Regions from separate parts of the Sus scrofa genome. Here region 1 is linked to region 2. The links are chromatin contacts, called in public HiChIP or PLAC-seq maps. All regions are on one chromosome and are shown on one strand. The core of a region is the stretch at or near the end of the contact, and the rest is flanking DNA. Distances in the headings are between cores, read along the strand shown. Region 1 holds the start of LMBR1 (limb region 1 protein homolog). Region 2 holds the start of NOM1 (nucleolar MIF4G domain-containing protein 1).

Region 1 (4,181 bases), core at 177-2,676, 35 kb before region 2:
CCAGGGATCCAACCTGCATCCTCATGGTTACTATTCAAATTTGTTTCCACTGAGCCACAACGGGAACTCCAAGCTCAACTATTAAAGCCAGGACAGTGGTTACTCTTGATGGAGTGGAGAGCAACTGGACCAGGAAAAGGGACGGGATGCTAGTGACACTCTGTTTCTCAGTGTTCAGGATTACACAGGGGTGTTTGGTTTGAAATGCTTCAAGCTGAAGATGTATGATTACGTACTTCTTTATTTTAGCTCCAAATAAAAAATTAAACTAAATCTGCTGTATCAAATGCTACCAGTTCAGACTCTGTATCTCTTGACTCCAAGGTATGACTTGGCAAAGTGACTCTCAATTTTCAAGATCAATAACTACACAAACCAGGAAATTCCCAACCAGAAGTTTTTCACCAAAAACCAAGAGAGTGACTGGATTTGACAGAAATTGGAAGAGGGGAGAGGTAAATACAAATACATACAGTTTATGTTTTTCATTGTTACGAAAACACAAATAAGCACAGCCATAATGTGTCCCGGTGCATCACGAAAAGGTAAAAACGTCAAAGCAGATTTCCAAAGCCAAGCCCTGCTTCCTGACCCCTGCCAGCAACGCAGGAGAGAGGGGACCGAGGAAGGATGACTTCCTCAAGCAGCTGCTTCCAGCACAAAGGACGGTCGCTCAGCCCGCAGTCCCATCAGCCGCCAGCCTCCACGCCGAGACGGAAGGTTTGGGTTCGGCACCAGCAGGGAGGAGGGCGACGGGCGAGGGCGGGACGGAGTGTGCAAACCCGGGCGAGCCACCCAGCCGCCCTGCGGATGCCGCCCTCACCGCGCCAGCGAGGGGCCCGCCCGCACACCTGCCCACGGAGCCGGCCGCGCGCGCGCCAGGCCACGGAGCGTGGGCGCGGGCCCCGGGTCGTCCACCGCCGGGAGGGCGGACGCCGCCACCTCGCCCGGAAGAACACCGGATGAGGGGGCGCAGGTGGCCCCGAAGCGCTCCCGGCGGGGGGCGGGGGGGAGACAGGTGAGTGGATGGAGGGCAGGTGGGCGCGGGGCGGGGGCGGAGCCGGGGGCGGGGAGGTGGCCCTGGGGAGGCCGCCGCCGGGGGACGGGGAGGGACGCAGGGGGCCGCGCGGGGGGCGCTCACCGTGGACTCCCGCACTTGGCTGTGGAAGTGCTGCTCCCGCGCCGACACCTCGTCCTGCCCTTCCATCCTCCTTCATGCCCGCCGCCGCGTCGCCCGCGTCCGCGCGCTCCGCCGCACCATCGCCCGCCGGCCCGAGGGGCTGGACGGCCGCGCCGGAGCGGGCGGACCGACGGCCGCTTCGGGGACCGCGACCACGACCCCAGCCGCTACCTCAGCCGCCGCCTCAGGAGAAGCCGCTCGGACTGCTGAGGGCGGGCACCGCGCGGACCGGGGCGGGGCCGGGGCGGGGCTTGACGTCAGAAGAAGGCGCCGCGCGTCAGAGGAGCGCGCCGCCGCGCCTGAGGGGCCCAAGGGCCTGAGGCCGAGGGGCGGGGTGTGGGCGTGGCTACGGGCCATTGGTCACGCCCCCAGGGAGGCGGGCTTGCGCCGGAGGGATTGCTGTCGGGAGGCCCAGAGAAGGGCTAGGTGTTAGGGCCGGGTTGCAGCGCCCCTTGACTCTACTGCGAGGGTGAAATAACGGAGGTTGGCGCGCCAGCGCACGGGTTCAATAGGAGTTATCCTTTACCGCAGCTGCAGTCGGCCCTCGCCCAGCGCCAGCCCCGCTGCAGAGCACTTGGCGGAGTCCGGCAGGAGGTCTCCCACGGAAACGTTCCCTCTGCCAAAGTGAAGGTCGGAAACCAGAGGTTCAGGACGCGCTTTGGGCGGAAACCGCGGAAACCTGGCTTCTCTGGGTCCGATAAGGGCCTTGAGCTGCCAAGGTCTTGGGCTTGCCCACCTGGAAAACGCAGATAGCTCGGAATGTGAGGTCCTTGCCAAATCCAGGGCGATCGGGGCGACCCTGCTGAGACCCTACACCGAAGGTTCACTTGGGGGGCCACCAAACGGTGATTCATCCCCATTCTGCATTAAGTATCTTTTATTGTTTGGGTTTTTTGCGATAAAAATGAACTTGAAGGCGTATTTATCATATTACCTTCGGATTTTTTTTTAAGCAATAAGTCACTTAGGAGTTCCCTGGTGGCCTGGGGTTAAGGATCCTGCATTGTCACTGCTGTGGAGCAGGTTCGACCCCTGGCCCGGAAACTTCCACATGCCCCCAGCATAGCTAAAAAAAAAAAGTCACTTAAATTACTGCAGGCTGTGATTTTGTGGCATCTCTGAGAATTCTTGGAAAGTGAGAAAATCTACAAATTGCTTTCAAATTTTTATAATAGATATTAATTTAGATTTTGAAGTATATTTTTGTGATTTTGAAATTTTTTTCAAGAATCCAACTTTTTTTTTTTTTTTTTGGCTTTTGTCTTTTTAGGGCCACACCTGCGGCATATGGAGGTTCCCAGGCCAGGGGTCTCATCGGAACTACAGCTGCTGGTCTACACCACAGCTCAGGGCAATGCTGGATCCTTAACCCACTGAGCAAGGCCAGGGATCGAACCGGTAACCTCATGGTTCCTAGTCGGATTCATTTCCACTGTGCCACAATGGGACCTCCAAGAATCCAACTTTTTTAATGAGCCATGAAAAGCTTACAGGCCCCCCCAAAACTGTGCCTCTGATGCCTTATGCCAGAAAATGTCGGTAGTGAGGTCGTGGAGAATATGAGGCTTGTTCTGAGCCTACTAGTACTCTTGCTACCATAGGCTGATAAGAAACCAGGAGTAACTTCCCCCTGGTTAAATTCAGTGTTCGTCTTTATTTTTTAGATGTCTCAGAGCCCTAAAGAACCAGGAAAAGACAAAGAAGCACCTTTTTTTCGGAACATTCAGTTTCTGGGAGCTGGGTAACTTCCTGAATGACACGAAGACCTGGATAATTTCAGGGTCATCTCGCAAATCAGGGGGCGATCGGATCTGATTTTAAGATGTGTGACCTTATGCCTGTGTTCCAGAAAGTGGAAGCATATGGCATTGCTCATCTTTCTAACTCAACACTCCAGCTCTCTGGACCTTTTAATTTTCTTATGCAGCTGTGTATAGACGTTCACCCCCGCTTTGATCTAGTTTTTCCCTGTCTTTGGTACCTCAGTGCTCAGCTCAGGGTGGTAGACCTCAAAGTGGCCACAAGCTCTTCCCCGCACACTCCCCCCTTTGCCTTGTGGCTTTGCCTGATCTCCCAGCAAGGAGTGGACCCTGTTTCCCCCACTTGACTCTGGGCCTTGCACATGTAAATTGCTCTGGCTAAAGGGATCTTATAAGACAGGAAGCGGAGCTGCTGCTGTGGTTCATCGGGTTAAGAACCCAGCAGTCTCCATAGTCTCCGTGAGGATGCAGGTTTGATCCCTGGCCTCACTCAGCAGGTTAAGGATCCATCGTTGCTGAAAGCTGGTCACAGACGAATGGCTCAGATCCAGTGTTGCTGCTGGTGTAAGCCAGCAGCTGCAGCTCCCGTTTGACCCCAACCAGTGAACTTCCATATGCCGCAGGTGTGGCCGTAAAAAGAAAAATAAAATGAAATAAAATAGGAAGCTATTGAGAGGTGCTTGTGCCTTAAGGCTTGCCCCTTCTTGTGGCCCCTGGGCACCCTCCAACTGTCACTGTGTAAAAAGTCTCGCCCAAACCGGAAATGGATGGGCCAGTTATCTCTGTCACCCCAGCTGACACTCTCTCCTATGCATCCCCCTAAAACATGAATCCCACAAAAGGCAGGTGTTACCCTCTGCTGAAAGCACTGCAATGCAGCATTCTCATTAACTGAAGAATAAAATCAGACTCCTTAACCGGCGTTTAAGACTTTGACTTTTGGGGATTCCCCCCCACACCCATTCCACCTGTTCTCCCCACTTCACTCCCTAAAGAGCCCTTTCCTGCAGCCTGGCTTCCTCCTCTGTCCTTCCATTGCCAAGGCCAAGAACTTTCACCCTTTCCATGCCCTCTTTGCCCCAGTTCACTTTCCGTGCCACCACTCTTCAAGGTCCACACCAAAACTTCCCATCTCTGCAAAGTCTTCCCTGCCAACCCCCACACTCGGAGCCTTCTGACTCTGCCTGGGTGGATTCTTGAGAGGCTCCCAGAGAACCCGGCCTCCTGTGATTTAACCACCA
Region 2 (4,146 bases), core at 81-2,580:
GCTGACACCTCAGCTTTGCTTTTTGTTTGTTTGTTTGTTTGTCTTTTTGCCATTTCTTGGGCCGCTCCCACGGCATACGGAGTTTCCCAGGCTAAGGGTCGAATCGGAGCTGTAGCCACCAGCCTGCGCCAGAGCCACAGCGGGATCCGAGCCACTTCTGCAACCTACACCACAGCTCACGGCAACGCCGGATCCTCAACCCACTGAGCAAGGCCAGGGATCGAACCCGCCACCTCATGGTTCCTAGTCGGATTCGTTAACCACTGAGCCACGACGGGAACTCCAACACCTCAGCTTTGAAACACTCATTCCCAGGCGGAGCAGCTACTCGGGCAAACAAGCCTTCACAGGTGGACACCTGAGGAGCCCCCGGCCCCCAAGGAGATGACAAAGAGGGGACAGACCAGAGCCCAACAGAGGGGACAAGGAGGATGGCGTGAGTTCCAGGATGAAACAAAAGCAAGAAGCTATTTTGGGGAGTTCCCACTGTGGCTCAGCCTAAGGAACCCAAGCAGTATCCCATGAGGACTTGGGTTTGACCCCTGGCCTTGTTCAGTGGGTTAAGGATCTGGTGTTGCTGCAAGGTCACAGACATGGCTCAGATCCTGAGTTGCTGTGGCTGTGGCTGTGGGGTGGCTACAGCTCCGATTCCACCCCTAGCCTGGGAACTGCCACATGCAGTGGGTGCAGCCCTAAAAAGCAACAAAAAACAAAAGAAAAGAAAGAAAAGCAAAAAAGAAGCTATTAAACTTCAGACAGCGCTGAGTAAGGGGCGCTTTGATGACTGCACTCTGAGGATGGAGAAGCTGAGTCTCAGTGAGGTGCGCCCGGCCACACAGGCGTGAGGTCAGGATTTGAACCCAAGCCCAGCTGGCTGTTGAATTCCATTCAGATGCCTCCTGGAGTTTTCCTTTGCTGGTCACCACAAAGCCCCAAGGACGGTTCACTCCCACCTTCCCTCTGTTGTATGAGTCTTCCAGCGCAAACTCCCCGGTAACAAAGCCCCACAAACGAGGCAGCTTCAAACAGCGGACAGGTACAGCCTGGGTCCTGAGGCTGGGAGTCAGAAATCAAGGTGTGAGCGGGGTTGGTTCCTTCTCGGGCTTATGAGCACGTCGTTAGGAGCCTTCTTTACCAGAATCCGTACGGTTTTCATTTTTAAACGAGAATGTATTTGTGCTCATCGTGAAGACAAAGTTCACCAAATCTTAACAAGCAGGCACCCTTTGCCCGCGTGGGGCGCCCTGCGCTGCCGCCCTCCTGCCAGCAGGGGACACCGTCTCCTCTGGGTTCCGCGCAGCGCGCCGCTCTCTACCCGGAAGTCCCGGCCCGGCCGGAAGTCCCACGCCGGCGCGTCCCGGAAGATGGCGGCGTCCAAGACAGCGGGTGCGGCGCCTGGGGTAGGCTTCCCGCGGCGCATGGCCCGCAGGAAACGCGGAGCCGGACGCGGGCCTGGGGGCGGCAGGGATGGGGCCCTGAAGCGGCTAAAACTGGCTGTGGAGGAGTTCGTGCAGGCGACCTCGAAGGGCGAGACCCCCGGCGGCTGCGAGGGGCCCGCGGTGCAGGGTCGCAGGCGCCCGGGCGGGAGGAAAAGCCGCAGGGAACTGAGGAAGGAGAAGCGGCACCTGAGGAAGGCGCGCCGGCTCCAGCGGACTGCAGGCCCCAGGCAGGGCCCGGGCTCGGGCGGCGGAGCCGGGGGAGAGAGCGGGCCGCGGGCAGAGGCGGAGCAGAGGAAGGGCGGCCGGCCGGCCCCGCGGGCTTCAGAGGGGCTGCCTCCTCCCCCGGCCCAGGCCTCCTTGGTCCGGGCCCCGGCGCCCCCTGCCCCGGCCCGGCGGCCCCCCGGGAGGACCACGGCCCCCGCAGCTGCCGCCGCCGCTGCGCGGAAACGGGCACTTCTGGCGGCCAACGAAGAGGAAGACCGGGAGATCCGAAAGCTGGAGCGGTGCCTCGGCTTGAACAAGCGCAGAAAGAAGGGCGACGGGAGCTCCGTGCCGCTCAGCTTTGCGCGCGACGGGCTCGACTACATTCTGGGAGCCCTGGCGTCTGGGAGAAACAGTGGCTTATATGAAAGCAGCGGGGAGGAGGAGGAGGAGGAAGAGGAGGCGGGACAGACGGCCCCCGAAAGTGATGTAGAGAGTGACCCAGAGGACGACCGGGAGGAGGAGGACGTGGGAGAGGAGAGCGAGGGCGAGTTGGGAGCGCAGAGCGAGGACGAGGAGGGAGAGGAGGACGAGGAGGAGGACATGGAGGCGGGTGAAGACGACCAAGAAGAGGAAGAGCGAAAAGCAGGAGGAGCCGAAGGGAGAGCGGAGGAGAAAGGGAGGAAAAAGAGAGTCCGTTTTGCTGAAGATGGAGAGAGGAGTGAAAATGCGTCAAAGGATGTTAGCACAACCGACCAGGTATGTTTCAGCATTTTGCGTCTAAGTGTGTTATTTCTTCTGTCTGCAAGGCCTTTCCACAGTTTTTCTCTGTTTGTATTTATCTGTTAATCTCAGCCCCCTCTGGGAATCTGTTTCCCCTCCTTCAGAATATGAACCGTCTTTCATTTCCGTCCCCGGCGCCTTGGCATTTGTGAGCATTCCCTGGGGGTCTTCTGGTCTTCTCTCACAACTTTATTTTTAAATTGTTCCTGGGTCTTTCACAGCCTTGGGAGGTGTAACTGACATACTGATGGGTGTCTCAAGGTTAAGTTTCTTTGTTCATTAATGCGCTTTCTCCAACTAAGCATGAAGTCTAACAGCAAACATCACGCCTTACAGATGTTTGTCTTCTGAAGGCTTGTCACTTAAGTGTCCAGGATTGTAACCCTTTCAGTTGAAAATCTAGGAAATAGTGAGTAGTGGGTGGCTTCTGATTTTAGCCTGCAAATTTAGATATTAGTTTTGAAGAAGTTTGAAATTACTGGGGGACATGTTTCCTCCAGAATCGGTGGTGCCTTTAATTGAGGTGTTTGCGTGCTGCTGGGCCGACTGTGAGTGAAGGTTGGCAAGAGTAGAATATGAGCTCTGTTGGGCAGACGCCGGAGGGCACAGCCAGCTCTGAGCTGCAAGGGGAAAAAGAAGCGGTGAGCTGCAGTTGACTTTAACCGAAAGGGTGCCGCCCACCATCCCAGGGAGTGGAGTGCTTGCAGGACTGGACTGGACACTCGGTAATAGCTGATGTTGGCTATGTACTGTGACAGCTTCTACCAGTTCTTTCTTTTTTTTTTTTTTTTTTTTTTTTTTTTTGTCTTTCTCTAGGGCTGCACCTGTGGCACACGGAGGTTCCTAGGCTAGGGGTTCAATTGGAGCTGTAGCCACCGGCCTACACCACAGCCACAGCAATGATAGATCCAGGCCGGCGTCTGTGACCTACACCACAGCTCATGGCAACGCTGGATCCTTAACCCACTGAGCGAGGCCAGGGATCGAACCCGCCACCTCATGGTTCCTAGTCGGATTTGTTAACCACTGAGCCACCATGGGAACTCCAGGATTTCACTTCCGAGTGTGAATATAGCAAGGCGGAAAATGAGATTTATTCAGTGTAAGTTTTGTGTCATTTATTTCTGTCCTTTCAAGCAGAGTCTTTGTGAAAATGGTGGAAAGTACATCCCACCTCACGTGAGGCGAGCAGAGGAGACGGTGGATGCTCAGAGAAAGGAAGCCCTGGAAAGGCTAAAGAAACAGGTCAAAGGTCTGATGAACAGGTAACCTCAGCCCGTCCTGTGGTGTCACTTCAGGACATTGTCAGAAGTAAAACACAGGGCTTCCCATGGTGCCTCAGAATTTTCCCGAACTTGCTGTTTGCTGTTCAATGGCAGCAGGGGGGGCAGTGGGTCTCATGCCCACTCAGTGTAGCCTTGTCTCCATGTTGGGACATCAACGTTTCTGCACCAGCAAAAGTGGAGAAGTTGAGCTTTTTCCTAGCCACACATCTAGACCTGCTGAGGATCCTTCCTGCCTCTGTGCCCTCACGGCCGTCTCCGTGGTCTTGCCTTAAAGGGAAGCCTGCGTGTGCTTTGCTGCGGCCACCTGTCAGTTGAAAGGGCAGCACTTGTGTTACTTAAGGATTTCAGAGGATTCCGTATTCCCTCCATGCGCGCTGGGTTACTGGGGCGGGGGTCCATATAGCCACGTGCAATGGGATCAGCCGGTGGTATACGTA

What was found. HiChIP or PLAC-seq counts read pairs in DNA pulled down with a chosen protein or histone mark.
Region 1: an H3K27ac HiChIP or PLAC-seq map of skeletal muscle shows a contact between it and region 2. The contact joins the promoter of LMBR1 here to the promoter of NOM1 in region 2. A contact is called at or near these places in 1 of 47 Hi-C or Micro-C datasets (epiblast stem cells) and 1 of 2 datasets of contacts at active chromatin or transcription factors (skeletal muscle).

The regions. Positions count from the first base shown.
Region 1 is chr18:1,792,707-1,796,887 of Sscrofa11.1, reverse strand. LMBR1 (limb region 1 protein homolog) reads right to left here and starts at 1,426. Exons shown (of 17, transcript XM_021079157.1): 1 at 1,142-1,426. The coding sequence starts at 1,207.
Region 2 is chr18:1,758,098-1,762,243 of Sscrofa11.1, reverse strand. NOM1 (nucleolar MIF4G domain-containing protein 1) reads left to right here and starts at 1,330. Exons shown (of 11, transcript XM_021078680.1): 1 at 1,330-2,399; 2 at 3,561-3,688. The coding sequence starts at 1,365.